3 separate regions of the Mus musculus genome follow, and all the other regions are linked to region 3. The links are chromatin contacts, called in public Hi-C maps. All regions are on one chromosome and are shown on one strand. The core of a region is the stretch at or near the end of the contact, and the rest is flanking DNA. Distances in the headings are between cores, read along the strand shown. Region 1 holds the start of 1810013L24Rik (RIKEN cDNA 1810013L24 gene). Region 2 holds the start of Eef2kmt (eukaryotic elongation factor 2 lysine methyltransferase). Region 3 holds the start of Nde1 (nudE neurodevelopment protein 1).

What was found. Hi-C and Micro-C count contacts between places; a contact is called where the count stands out from the background.
Region 1: a contact with region 3 is called in a Hi-C map of CD8 T cells, with 4 times the contacts expected there. The contact joins the promoter of 1810013L24Rik here to the promoter of Nde1 in region 3. A contact is called at or near these places in 3 of 484 Hi-C or Micro-C datasets (CD4 T cells, CD8 T cells and regulatory T cells).
Region 2: a Hi-C map of CD8 T cells shows a contact between it and region 3, with 4 times the contacts expected there. The contact joins the promoter of Eef2kmt here to the promoter of Nde1 in region 3. A contact is called at or near these places in 3 of 484 Hi-C or Micro-C datasets (CD4 T cells and CD8 T cells).

Annotation. Positions count from the first base shown.
Region 1 is chr16:8,828,603-8,832,384 of GRCm38.p6, forward strand. It overlaps 1810013L24Rik (RIKEN cDNA 1810013L24 gene), which reads left to right and starts at 1,498. Exons shown (of 4, transcript NM_001081400.3): 1 at 1,498-2,083; 2 at 2,719-2,799. The coding sequence starts at 1,858.
Region 2 is chr16:5,254,695-5,258,981 of GRCm38.p6, forward strand. It overlaps Eef2kmt (eukaryotic elongation factor 2 lysine methyltransferase), which reads right to left and starts at 1,262. Exons shown (of 8, transcript NM_027446.2): 1 at 1,147-1,262. The coding sequence starts at 1,242. Gm15983 (a long non-coding RNA gene) reads left to right here and starts at 1,269. Exons shown (of 3, transcript XR_003951974.1): 1 at 1,269-1,317.
Region 3 is chr16:14,160,584-14,164,662 of GRCm38.p6, forward strand. Nde1 (nudE neurodevelopment protein 1) reads left to right here and starts at 2,692. Exons shown (of 9, transcript NM_023317.2): 1 at 2,692-2,785.

The DNA.
Region 1 (3,782 bases), core at 248-2,747, 5.3 Mb before region 3:
TATAAAAAATAAGATAAAATATAACAATAATGTAATGTTACATATTATCTAATATAATACAAAAATAAGTAAAATTAAAATAAATTATACATAAAACAAAATAAAAAACAAAAACGCATCACAAGGTGTGGTGGCAAAGGCTTTTAATCCCAGCGCCCAGGAGGTAGAGGCAGGAGGATCTCTATGATTTCAAGGCAATCCCAAAACTACCAAAAAAAAAAAAAAAAAAAGTTGTTTCAAGAAACAAAACAGGCCGGGCGTGGTGGCGCACCGGAGGCAGAGGCAGGCGGATTTCTGAGTTCAAGGCCAGCCTGGTCTATCTACAAAGTGAGTTCCAGGACAGCCAGGGCTATACAGAGAAACCCTGTCTCGAAATACCAAAAAAGAAAAAAAAAAAAAAAAAAAAAAGAAGGAAACAAAACAAAGAGCACCAGCACACCTGGCTTTGAGCCTAGTCCTAAGGAAAATGGAATATGAACTTTCAGAGAGTCCAGAGATTAGGCTCTGGGAACCAGACAGATCAGGGAGAAGTCCGGAGAAGCCAGAGCAGGCAGGATCAGATCCTGCAGGACTTCCATCCAGTACAGATGGCATACATAAGCTGTCAGCTCAGAGGCTGAGAGGTCCCGTCATTGTGCTGCCCTCTTGTTCCCAGGCTTCCAGACCTCTTTCCTGGCACTGATCACTCTGAGTGAGCAGTGCAGGGGCCCGGGTGCCAGCAATTGCACATGGGGGGCGGGGGCGGGACGCGGCGGTCGCACGTGTCCCGGGAGCGTGCATGGGACAGGTGCCGGGCCGCTACTAGCGCTGGGCGCACTGTCCGCCAGGCGGCCCTGGTGTCCAGCTCCCTCCGGTCCCCTTCTCCGGGAAATCTCGGTGAGCGTCCCCAGGTCGCTCACACCTCCGGAGAATTTTCCTTTGGATTCACACGCTTTACTTGCCCCACTAAGGTTGGGAATTCTGGCATTAAAAAAACATAGAAAGGGCGCTGCAAACAGAGGTAGACTGCACTTCTCAGGAACTCGAGGAGTCAGCACATAAACACTGCGTGACCATGCACTTGCAAGCCCGGGAAAGGCCCCCGCGGGGTGCGGTCACCCGGCGGAGTCACGTGACTCTCAGACGGGGTGCGGGAGCGAAGCGAGCACCGCGCAAGCGCAATCCCTTGGCTCCAGTGTACAGATATTTCTTCTTCTGCTTTGGTTGGTCGCACGCAAACACTGTCAACTCCTCCCTGCTCTACAGTCTTCAAGTTCCCTGACATTTACTCCTTCCCCCAGCCCCCCGCCCATTGATGACATCAGTTCGACAGGCGGGTAAGCCAATCAGAACGCTGCGTTCAGGGGCCAGCACGCGGAACCCGTTGCGGCGGGCCAATGGGGAAGGTCGACGGTGGGCGCGCCCCAACCGCCTCCTGCCGGGGAAGCGCCGCTGGCCAAGTGGGCGGCGCTTTCCAGTCAGCATGTGGGCGGGGGAGGGCGGGGCCCGGTCGCCGCAGAGGCGTCGACGCCGCCGCCGTAGACGACGTTCCTCAGTCTTCGAGGTGGGCTCGGCGGCGCAGGCCGGACAGGGAACGCCGGTTGGAGAGCGGCGGCGGTCGGACCGAGGCCGCGGGGCCGTGGGTGGGCGGTAAAGGGGTGCGGGCGAGGCTAGGGCAGGGTGCGGCACCTCGGAGCGGGGTTGGTGGGCAGAGGACTCGGGCTGTGCGGGGTGGGTGCCGGCTCCGCGGGCTTGCACAGAGGCCTGGGCCGGCCGCCGGGCCCCTCGTTCCCGGGCCTGTCGACGACGACGTTCCCGCGGGGACCGCGCTTAAGGAGGACGCGGCGGCGGCGGCCAGGCCGCGGGAGGCCGCGGAGGATGGAGGAGCGGAAGGAGGAGGGCGAGGCGGAGATCCAGGAGCACGGGCCGGAGCATTGGTTCTCCAAGTGGGAGCGGCAGTGCCTGGCCGAGGCCGAGCAGGACGAGCAGTTGTCTCCCGAGCTGCAGGAGGAGGCGGCGGCCGCCGCGCAGCCCGAGCACAAGCAACAGAAGCTGTGGCATCTCTTCCAGAACTCGGCCACGGCCGTGGCTCAGCTCTACAAAGGTGAGGCCGCGCCGCCATCTTGGCGCCGCCCCGGCCTGCGGAGCTGCTCTTCCCCCCGGTTCCCGGCTCGGTCCCCGGGACCTGGCGGCTCCTCGCACCCTGCGGGGATAGCCGGACGACTGGGAGGGGAGGGCCGTGCCGCGGACCCCTGGCCATCTGACCCGCAGGACGGCGACGGAGGAGCTACCCTGGGAGGGGGAAAACTACGATGAAGGATGGGGAGACCCCCGATTTAGAGTACCTCCCGAGGGTCCCCACGTACCGGTCCGGGTGTCCCCGGTCGGATCGTGGGGGTAGGGGAGGAGTCCCTGTCACAAAATGGCGAAGGAGGCGGTGGGGCGGCCCTATTGTGCCCCGAGCCGGCCTCGGGGCGGAGACTGCTAGGGGCGCTTCCCTGAGCCTGCCGGGCGGCGTTCGCCACTCGGGTTGCGCTGTTGTCAGGTTCCCCTTCCTCGACCCAGTAACTCCGGTCTCACGCTCCCTTTGGGATCCCCAAATCCTGAACAAAATGGCGAAACCTAATATGGCCGTTCCGGAGTGAGTGACGCCCAAATAACATTCTCTTCTTTCTCTATGTCCTTGTGTGTGTCTTTTTCCCCCCCCTATTGTTTTTTTTCCCCCCTTTTTGTTTCCAGACCGAGTGTGTCAGCAGCCAGGACTTTCTCTCTGGGTCCCCTTCCAAAACGCAGCCACCGCCGTCACCAACCTCTATAAAGGTAAAGATAACCTTGCTGTCTTGCCAGGGTAGGCGGGGAGGGAGGAAGGGCAGGCCACGTTCCGGTTGACAGCCGATGTTCTGAGTGTGTTTTCTCCTCTCAAGTTCAGCTTCTGCTAACCTTGAATGCCTTGCAACTTGAGAATATCTGTGGTGTTCTAGCTAGATATCCAGAGGCAATTTTTGACACGCCTCCTATTCCTCCCTCGGGGACGTATGACAGTGCCTACGGGACACTTGGTTGTCAATCTTGAGAGGGGGCTGCTGGTTACTCTACAGTGCCTGAGACATCAATCCCCTAGCTCCTACCCTTTAGCAAGGATTTAACGCAGTCTGCAAAGGGCTGAGATTAAAGCTCTGCTGTGGAAGACAAGACAGGTGAGCCTTGTCTGGAAAATGATTCAATAGAAGCAATTACCCAGAGTCTGCAGATTCTTGACTCTGGCCACTGGGAGCATGGCAGTGTAAAAACATTGGAGTTCTTTGAACTCTTGCTGATTGGATTGGAATTATGAATGTTGGCCTGCATCTAGTAAGTTCATCAGATCTTTCCTTTCAAAACTATTTTGTAATTTGTAATTGACTGTAAGTTGGTGGCGTCTGTTAGAAGAGTTTTGAATGGATGGCTTTGTTTTTGGTGTCCTTTTTTTGAGTTCATTTCGGATCTGATGACTGAAGGTGTGTAGGTATAAGGTCTTGCTTGCCATTTTACTGTTGGTAACAATAGGTTTGTGCATTAATATAGCTTTGGGATTTTTCTTCTGATAAAATAATTTGGGATTTGATTGTTAGTATACATGCTGCTATGTGAAAGGCTTTCAAACGTTAAAAACAAACAATCCAGTAATATTGTTATTCCCTGAAATTCCAGTAATGGAATTTCGTTCAGGGAATAACAATTTAGGTTGAAAGGTTATGGGATATCTTCTTGAGTGTCAGATTTTTTTTTTTTTTTTTTGGTTTTTCAAGACAGGGTTTCTCTGT
Region 2 (4,287 bases), core at 12-2,511, 8.9 Mb before region 3:
TTGTAAAAGCAGACAGGCTGGCCATGGTCAAGAGCTAATGAATCCGCACTTCCAAGACCTGCACAAGAGCTGTATGTTTCTAAGGGCTGCTGCCAAGGGCTGAAGAAATCCAATACCTTGGCCTGCTGGGAAGCTCGCAGCCAAAAATGTCCTAAGAACTCCCGGAGGGCCAAGGGCCCTACACTCAAGAAACCTGCAATTACTGGTCTTGTCTGCCTACAGCCGGCACAGAAAAACACAGTCAGCAGAGATCAGCACTCCCAGAACTTTTTGTCTATCTATGATTTCTAGCTGGGCAAAGGAAAAGAAGTCCAGCTGTTTAGTAGCAAGAGGCTGCTATCATTGTATCCTTTACTGTATTAATTAGAAATGATGGCACAGAGATGTAGCCTCTTGTAAAGTCCCACAGCACACAGGGGGTTGAATTAGAACTATAAGCAGGAAGCTGGCCTCCCCGGCCAGAGCTCTGATTCTTTCCTTCTTAAACTCCTGGTCAAATGGAGTGACCACAGACGCCAGTGCTGTGCACTGTGGGTGACCCTGAGCAAGTACTTAGCACAGCACATGAACTATTATTACAGTTGACATTGAATAAGGACTTATATGTTATTCGGGTTTCGTTTTGCGTTAAGACCAGAGATATTTTATGTCGATGAAATAATACAACTACCCAAACCACCCAACGAAACCGGGTAGACTCTGGAGGAATACAAATCTATAGTAACTCATGCCGGTGAGCTCACCGCACAAGAGTTAACAGCGAGGCACGCTCTAAAGGATCCTCGCGTCCGAGCTGCAGGTCCCCAGGCCACAGGGAAGCACCATTTTCAGTCCGAACTCCCTCTGAGACGGTTCTGCCTGAAGCCTGCCCTTCGGATGGGGACCTGGCCTCCTTTTCAGGAGAGCGCGGCTCTTGCCATTTGAAGACGTTTAGTTTTTCAAAGTTGTTTTGCAGTCGCCAAGATGACCGATTACTGGCTTAAAAGTTGCTAAAATAATCCAGCCCGGTTCGTGACCCTGTAAACCCTGCCGGGGAAGGGCCCGCCTGCCTCCCCCAGTCCAGCGGTGAGCAAAGGCGGCCCGAGACTCCCGGCCCCGCCGCCCGTGGTGCTCGACCCTGATACCCGCCGCACGCCCGCCGCCCACCTGCCAGGGAAAGGAGGGCAGCGCGCGAGCCGCCAGGAAGCGGCGCTCGAAACTCTGCAGCAGAGACGTGGCCCCCTCGTGGTCCTCAGGCGCCATCGCGGGGCAGGGCCAGGGTTGCCTGGAAACGGGCGGAAGCGAGGCCTGAGACGGAGGAGGCGTGGCAACTAGGAGGTAAGATGTGGGCGGGGGCTAGTCTATGTTCCGGCCCAGGAGGCGGGGCAAGATGGTGCCCGCGGGGCGGGGAGTACGGTGGGGCAGGGTTAGAGGCGGACCGGGCCGGGTTGGGCCTGACTGGGGAGCGTTTTAAACAGTTCCTGGAGCTGGAGCTGGCAACTTGGAGGCGAAGCCTAGACTGGCTTGGGGGCGGGGCTCAGAGGGCGGTCCTTGGCAGGAACTGGGGGTTGGAAGGTGGGCCCGAGCGGGAATGGGGGTGGGGCTGAGATTGAGGTTGAGCAACTCTTAGCCGGTTGTCTTTGGGTGGTCTGGGGCGAGCTCAGATCAGCCGGGGGCGAGGCTAGGGTGGGTCTGCCCTCGAAGTAGCCGAGGAAGATTTTTGGAGGGGTCTAACCCCACCTGGGTGTTAGGAAGTGATACCTGGGATCCTTCAGCCTACCTGCGCACGCACACGCGCGAGTGCGCGCGTGTACACACACACATCCACGAAGCCAGGTCAGCATAGGGGACCAAGGAGTTGGTCTTTATTCCCTGAACTGGGTTCATTTAAATAAAATGAACTGAGATTGTTTCTGTGGGGTTTCATCTTTTAATTTCTTTACGTTATTTGTGTATATGTGTTCACACACACACACACATATAACAGTAACAGTATCTGCTCTGAAAATTAGTGCACAGAATTGCAGAGGCTTCCAGCAGGAGTTTTGTTTCATCTTGCAAGGAATAGAATCTGAACTAAGAGTGGGAGTTAGCTGCAGTGGGTGGCAGAGTATTCTGTTCAAAGTCCCTAGAGTTGAAAGGCAGGACACTGGCAAGCCACCCCTGTTGTCCTCCAAGTGTGCACTGTCATTCAAGGTGTAACAGTTCAGTTTAGCAAATGTCTCAAAATCTCCATTTGGAAGCTTCTAGAGCTAGCTTGTTAAATATACTTGCAGAATGTTGATGAAGGGGACAGATTGTATCCCATTACCTCCTTTAGACAAGAAATCCTGAGGTTTGTTTTGGAGAACAACAGAAGGGAATTAATTACAGTCAGGTCTGTGACCCTCCAAAAATCCAGGCCAGCATAGGGGACCAAGATGGGATTGGTCTTTTATTCCCTGAGCTGACTTGATTTAAATAAAATGAACTATGATTGTTTCTGTGGGATTTTGCCTTTTAATTTCTTTACATTGATTATTTGTGTATGTGTGTGTTTGTGATCCACCACACATAAATAGAAGTCAGAGGATGGCTTGAAGAAGTTGGTTCTTTCCTTCTACCATGTGGGTTGAACTCAAGCCATTTGGCAAGTGCCTATACCCACTGAGTTATTGAAGTAGCATTATTGGTTTGTTTTACAGTGTCTTGCTATGCAGACCTGGCTAGGTTGGTATTCTCTTTGTAGCCCGTCTTGGCCCGAACCTTGCAGTGATGCTCCTGCCTCAGCCTCCAAAGCACCCAGGCTTCTCGGTGTGTGCCGCCATGCTGGACTATTACTGTGACTCACATTGCATATTCCTCATGCTGCACTCACCCAAGGAGCATGGGACCTGGTGACTGAGGAAGGCTGGCTTAGAGTGGCCTCCGGGGCGCTCACTTGCCTGTGCCATTTTGATCAGTTCCCTGCCTGCAATTGGTGATACAAGAAATGGGAACCAGAGAGATACACTTGTACATCACTCATATTAGTGATTGATCACTGCTGCTACAGAACAAAAGAGCAGCAGTTGGCATCATAGTAGTACTACATGATGTATCCTAAAGTATTAGCCAGTGGAAGCTGGTCTAACCTTTTGATACCACAGACAAGAACAGTTTGAAAAAAGACCCTACGTGGGCTACAGAGCCATCTTATCTTGGAGTGCAACAAAAATCATGCATTTTAATTAGATCTGAATGTAGGAGGGACAAGTCACAGAGGGATCCTGTGTGTGTGTGTGTGTGTGTGTGTGTGTGTGTGTGTGTGTGTGTGTGTGTATGCGCCAGCGAGCGCGCACACAGTGCATCTCCATTACTGTTCCTGTTCCTCTCAGTTTTTTTGAGACAGGGCCTGGCATTGTTCCTGGATCCCACTGCTAGTCTGGCTGCTCCCTACAAATTAACACTGGTGTTACAAGTGTGGATGACTCTGGATGAATGGATTCAATTCCATTTCTCATACTTGTAAGGCAAGCCCTTTACCAACTGAACCCAATTCACCGAAGGACTTTTGAGAACCCAGGAACCTCACAGGCGTGATGTGTTCAGGTGTAAGAGTGCTGATTCCTGATGTCGATGTCTGATCTGAGTGTTTCTGCACCTTCATTGTAAGAGGCAGTAGTGCAGGGGCTACATTAAAGGCTCCCTGTAATCTAATAATAACCTAATGCATTTTAGCTATATGAAGCCATTGCCTTTTAGAAATTATGCTTTGGGTTTGGGAGTTCAATCAGCATGAAGAAGTTTTTTCCTCTATCTCTTCTCTGGCTAATGGTTTCTGTAAGAAAAAGGGCCAATTGATTTCTTCCTAGAATGTTGCTTCAGGGTGCAGTGACCTTTTATAGGTCATGTTTCAACTTATAGAAAAATTTTATAGCTCAAATATAAATTGCACCAAATGCAGACTCTATAATGGAATTTAAGGTTAAATAAAGTTTCAACCTTCCTCAGGCTGTTTCCAGCATCCAAGAAGCCCCGCAGCTTTGGAGACAGGTGCTATGTTAAAGTCTCAGCAGGGTCAAGTATAATGCATATAAGAAGACTGGTGTAATAATCCAACTACTGGGACACACAGAGGAACACCAAGGTTATATGAAGGTTTTGTGGTTTTGTTCTGTTGCTTTTGAGACAAGGTCTCATGCCTTCCAACTTCCAACAAGGTCTGCCTTCCAACTTGCTGTGTAGCCGAGGATAACCTGCCCCCACCTCCCAAAGTGCTAGGATTACAAGTACAGGCCATCATACTCTTTGGAAGCAGTGTTGGAGACTGAACCCAAGGCTTTAGGC
Region 3 (4,079 bases), core at 1,442-3,941:
CTGCCTGCGGTTGCCTACAAGTTCAAGAAGTAAAAGCATAACCTTTATTTAGAACCATGCCTGGCTTAAATATGAGTTTTCAGGATTCCATAGGGGGAAAGATAATTTCTGAAATTTCTAGCTCTTTGCTGCTTTCTGTTACAAGTTAGGAAAAAAATATAATCTAAATGTAGGCACAGTATAGAATGTCCTAGCTGGTTATTACTTTAAAATAGTTATACTTAAAAGTCTGCCAGAAGCCGGGCAGTGGCGGCGCACGCCTTTAATCCCAGCACTTGGGAGGCAGAGACAGGCAGATTTCTGAGTTCGAGGCCAGCCTGGTCTACAAAGTGAGTTCCAGGACAGCCAGGGCTATACAGAGAAACCCTGTCTCGAAAAACAAAACAACAACAACAACAAAATTAAAAGCACTACCTACTATTTAATAAAAGTAGGTTTCAACTTTTTGCCAGAAGTAGTGGCACAGTTCCAGGGCAACTAGAACTGCACAAAGAGACCCTGTCTCATTAAAAAAAAAAAAAAAACCAACTTCCTTTTTTTTTCCTTTGCTCAGTAATAATCTTCACATTTATGAAACAAAGATAACAGAGATTTATTATTGGTGTTTCACTGGATACTTTGCATTTGATTCAACTCCCCAAAGACCTAAGTTACTAAACAGAGTTCTCCTCTACCACCCATGAGGACAGGATCAAAGGAAGAGAAGTCAAACTCTCAGCTTGGTCACAGCACAAAAGCTACAAACAAAATGAACAGAATTTTTTTTTAAAAAAAAAGAGCAAAGCCAACTACAGTAGCCCAGGACTTTGATCCCAGCTCCTTCAAAGGTAGAGACAAAATTACAAATTCAGCTTATCCAGGCTACAGGGTGAGCTTAGGTCCAGCCTGGGCATCTTAGAAGGAATTTGACTAAAAAAAAAAAAAAAAAGAAAGAAAGAAAGAAAGAAAAAGAAAAGAAAAGAAAAAAGGGGGCTGAAGGTATAGGTCAGTGGTAGAGCATTTACCTAGAGTGGGTAAGGTATTGAGTTCAACCAACAAAACTGAGGAGAGGGGCAGGGGGCAGGGGGCAGGAGGCATTACTTGTGTAGCCCAGGGGAACAGAACATGATTGTAAGAGTCAAAAAGAGCCTTCTGAAGCTCCTTTTGTTAGGTACAAAATCGAAACACTTGGATTTCCTGTACCCTTTTTCTCATCTTTTAAACAATTCTAGGAGGCTGGAGATACAGCTGAATGATACAGTATTTGCTTAACATGGCCAAGGGCCTAGGTTCAAGGCCAACACTGCCAGAAATGTAAGCTAACTATGCCTTTCTCTGGCTTCCCAGTCTCTAAATAGTCTTCAGCAACATTTGGCATCTGAAATTCTGTTTCCGTTTACTGTATTAACCCTTTAAGATCAGATTCTTTGTCTTAGTCACCAGGTTGTAAAATTACCTGTGCCTAATAGTATTTAATAATTAATGAACAATTAATGGCTTAACGTTAAGAAATTATTATTAGCTGGGCCTGTGATCCCACTGAAAAATAAGGCTAAGGGAATACTCAGAAATTTGAGGCCAGCCCAAGTTACATAGGAAAAGTGTTTCAAAAAAGGAAAAAACAAGGGGCTGGAGAGATTGCTCAACAGTTAAGAACACTGATCTCCTAGAGGTCAATTCCTAGCAACCATATGATGACTTTTTTTTTTTTTTAAAGATTTATTTATTTATTATATGTAAGTACACTGTAGCTGTCCTCAGATATCCCAGAAGAAGGCATCAGATTTCGTTATGGATGGTTGTGAGCCACCATGTGGCTACTGGGACTTGAACTCGGGACCAGTCGGGTGCTCTTAACCCCTGAGCCATCTCGCCAGCCCTGTTTGTTTGTTTTTCAAGACAGGGTTTCTCTGTGTAGCTCTGACTGTCCTGGAACTCACGCTGTAGACCAGGCTGGTCTCAAACTCAGAAATCCGTCTGCCTCTGCCTCCCGAGTGCTAGGATTAAAGGTGTGCTCCACCACTGCCCGGCTTATTTACAAAGCACTGCACAAAGTCTTGTAAACTTATTTATTTAGCTCGGGGGGGGGGGGGGGGGACGACGACGACGACCATTTTATCCACGAGTAATTAAATACCTTGTTTCAAATACACATAGCTAGTAAGCGGCGGAGTTAGGATTCAAAGTCAAGTTCTTTCACATTAAACTATTCTGTCTCAGAAGAAGCCACAACAGTTAAAGATTCTATTTGGGGTGTAAAGTTGTGGAATAACAAGGGTCCTGTGGGCTGGGCGGAAGTTTGTCGTTCTCTATGCCTGTTTTTGTCTTTGTGCATTCTGGGCTAGTATAGCATTTTTGGAATCGGGTAGGGCACTTACAAGTGTAACCCAATATCAGCTATTCCTAATGCCCGGGTTTCTCCGACCAATTGCTCCTTTGTCTATTCTTGGGCAAGAGCAAGAGCAGATAAATGCAACCAGTGTGAAGGAGAGGCGTGCGGATGTTCCAGAGTGCGTGGCACGGCGAGTACCGAGCCGCCAGCAGGCCCTCTCCACGCCCGCCTTCCGGGCCAGTGGCCTGCGCCTCCTGCGGCCCCTCCCGCCCCCACCGAGGCTTGGCCCAGCCGCGCCCGGGCCTAGAGAGAAAAAGTTTCCAAACCTCGCTTCTTTGCGCTGATTGGCCGAGTCAGACGCGTCCCGAGAGCGGCAGCCAATGGGAGGCGCGCACCGCGCAGTACCGGCGAGGCTGGAGGGCAAGAAAGGCCTGCCGGCCCGCGCCTCGCTGGAATCGTCGCCGCCCGGGCTGGGTAAGTGGAGCCAGGCTGCGGGCGGGTCTCCGCCACGCCCGCAGCATCCATCCGACGTGTCCCCCACACCTGCCCTCCTCAGCTTTCCACCTTCCATCCGTGAGCTCCGCCGCTCGCCCTGGCCAACTCCGTTCCTCTTCTGCTGGCTGCTTTTCTATCCTCGAACGTCCTCAAGACCCATGCCCACGCCGCCCCAAGGCCCCCGAGTTCTTAGTCTGCCCCTTCACCCCACAGTTTCCGGGTCCCCAACTGCTGCCGCACGGATACCAACCTATATCCAACCTTCCCCTCGATGCCTATAGGTCTCGGCCGCTGGACGTTTCAAATTTCCCTAGACAGCACTTTGGATCGGATAAACTTTATCCGACAAAGGGTGAGAGTGCTTACCCCACACCTTGGATGTTGGCCCAGCTCACCTCTACCTCTTTGAGGTCCTGGGCAACCCGGAGTCACCTTGACTCCGGAGCGACTTCATATTTCCTAAATCATCTCGACTTTTTGCCAGGTTGTGCATCCTTCTGCGCTTTAGCCGGATCCTCGCTCAACTTCTCTAGCTGGGTGGAGGTTTGTAATTGGCTCTGCCACCTGTTTCTGTGTATTGTGTGTTAGGATAACATTTTAGGACTCAGAAGGGGTGCTTTTGAAGTATAGTCTGATAGAAACTACTCCAGAGCCTGAGGGTATCTGACCACGCACTTCTCTTCCCCAGCACACTGGTATTCAGCCCGTTTTGAGGTTTAAGTAATTCCCCTTTCAGAATTCCATATGGAGTTCAGTAAGAGGAACTTACAGAACTATGACCAACCCTCCAACCCCTCTGAAGTCGCATGTCTTTGTACTTAAGCAGCAAGAAGACAAGCTAGGCTTAGTGACTGACTCTTGATGTGTTTGACCTGGAACTTGCTCTATAGACCAGGCTGGCCTCGAACTCAAGTTGATTCTCTTGCCTTTGCCTCCCAAGTGCTGGGATTAGAGGTGTCCACCATCACCTGGCTCCCATTCACGTCTTGTTTATTTGAGAGAGATATAAACTTGGGCTGGAGAAGGGTATTGGTTCATTCGATATTGGCATCGAGTATTGGTGATCAGCTTGGCTAGCTTTCTTCACTCAGACATCACTTTATTTCTTTCCTAGAAATTTGAAATTAGAGGTGTGTGACTTGTGTGTGTTCTCAGACAGTTTTGTAGACTTAATTTTGGGGGACTCCTCCCAACAAAACCAATCCTAAGGACTGAAAGTTCTTATTTCAAAGTGTGAGGACCTAAGTGATGTCCCCAGCACCAAAAAGCTGGT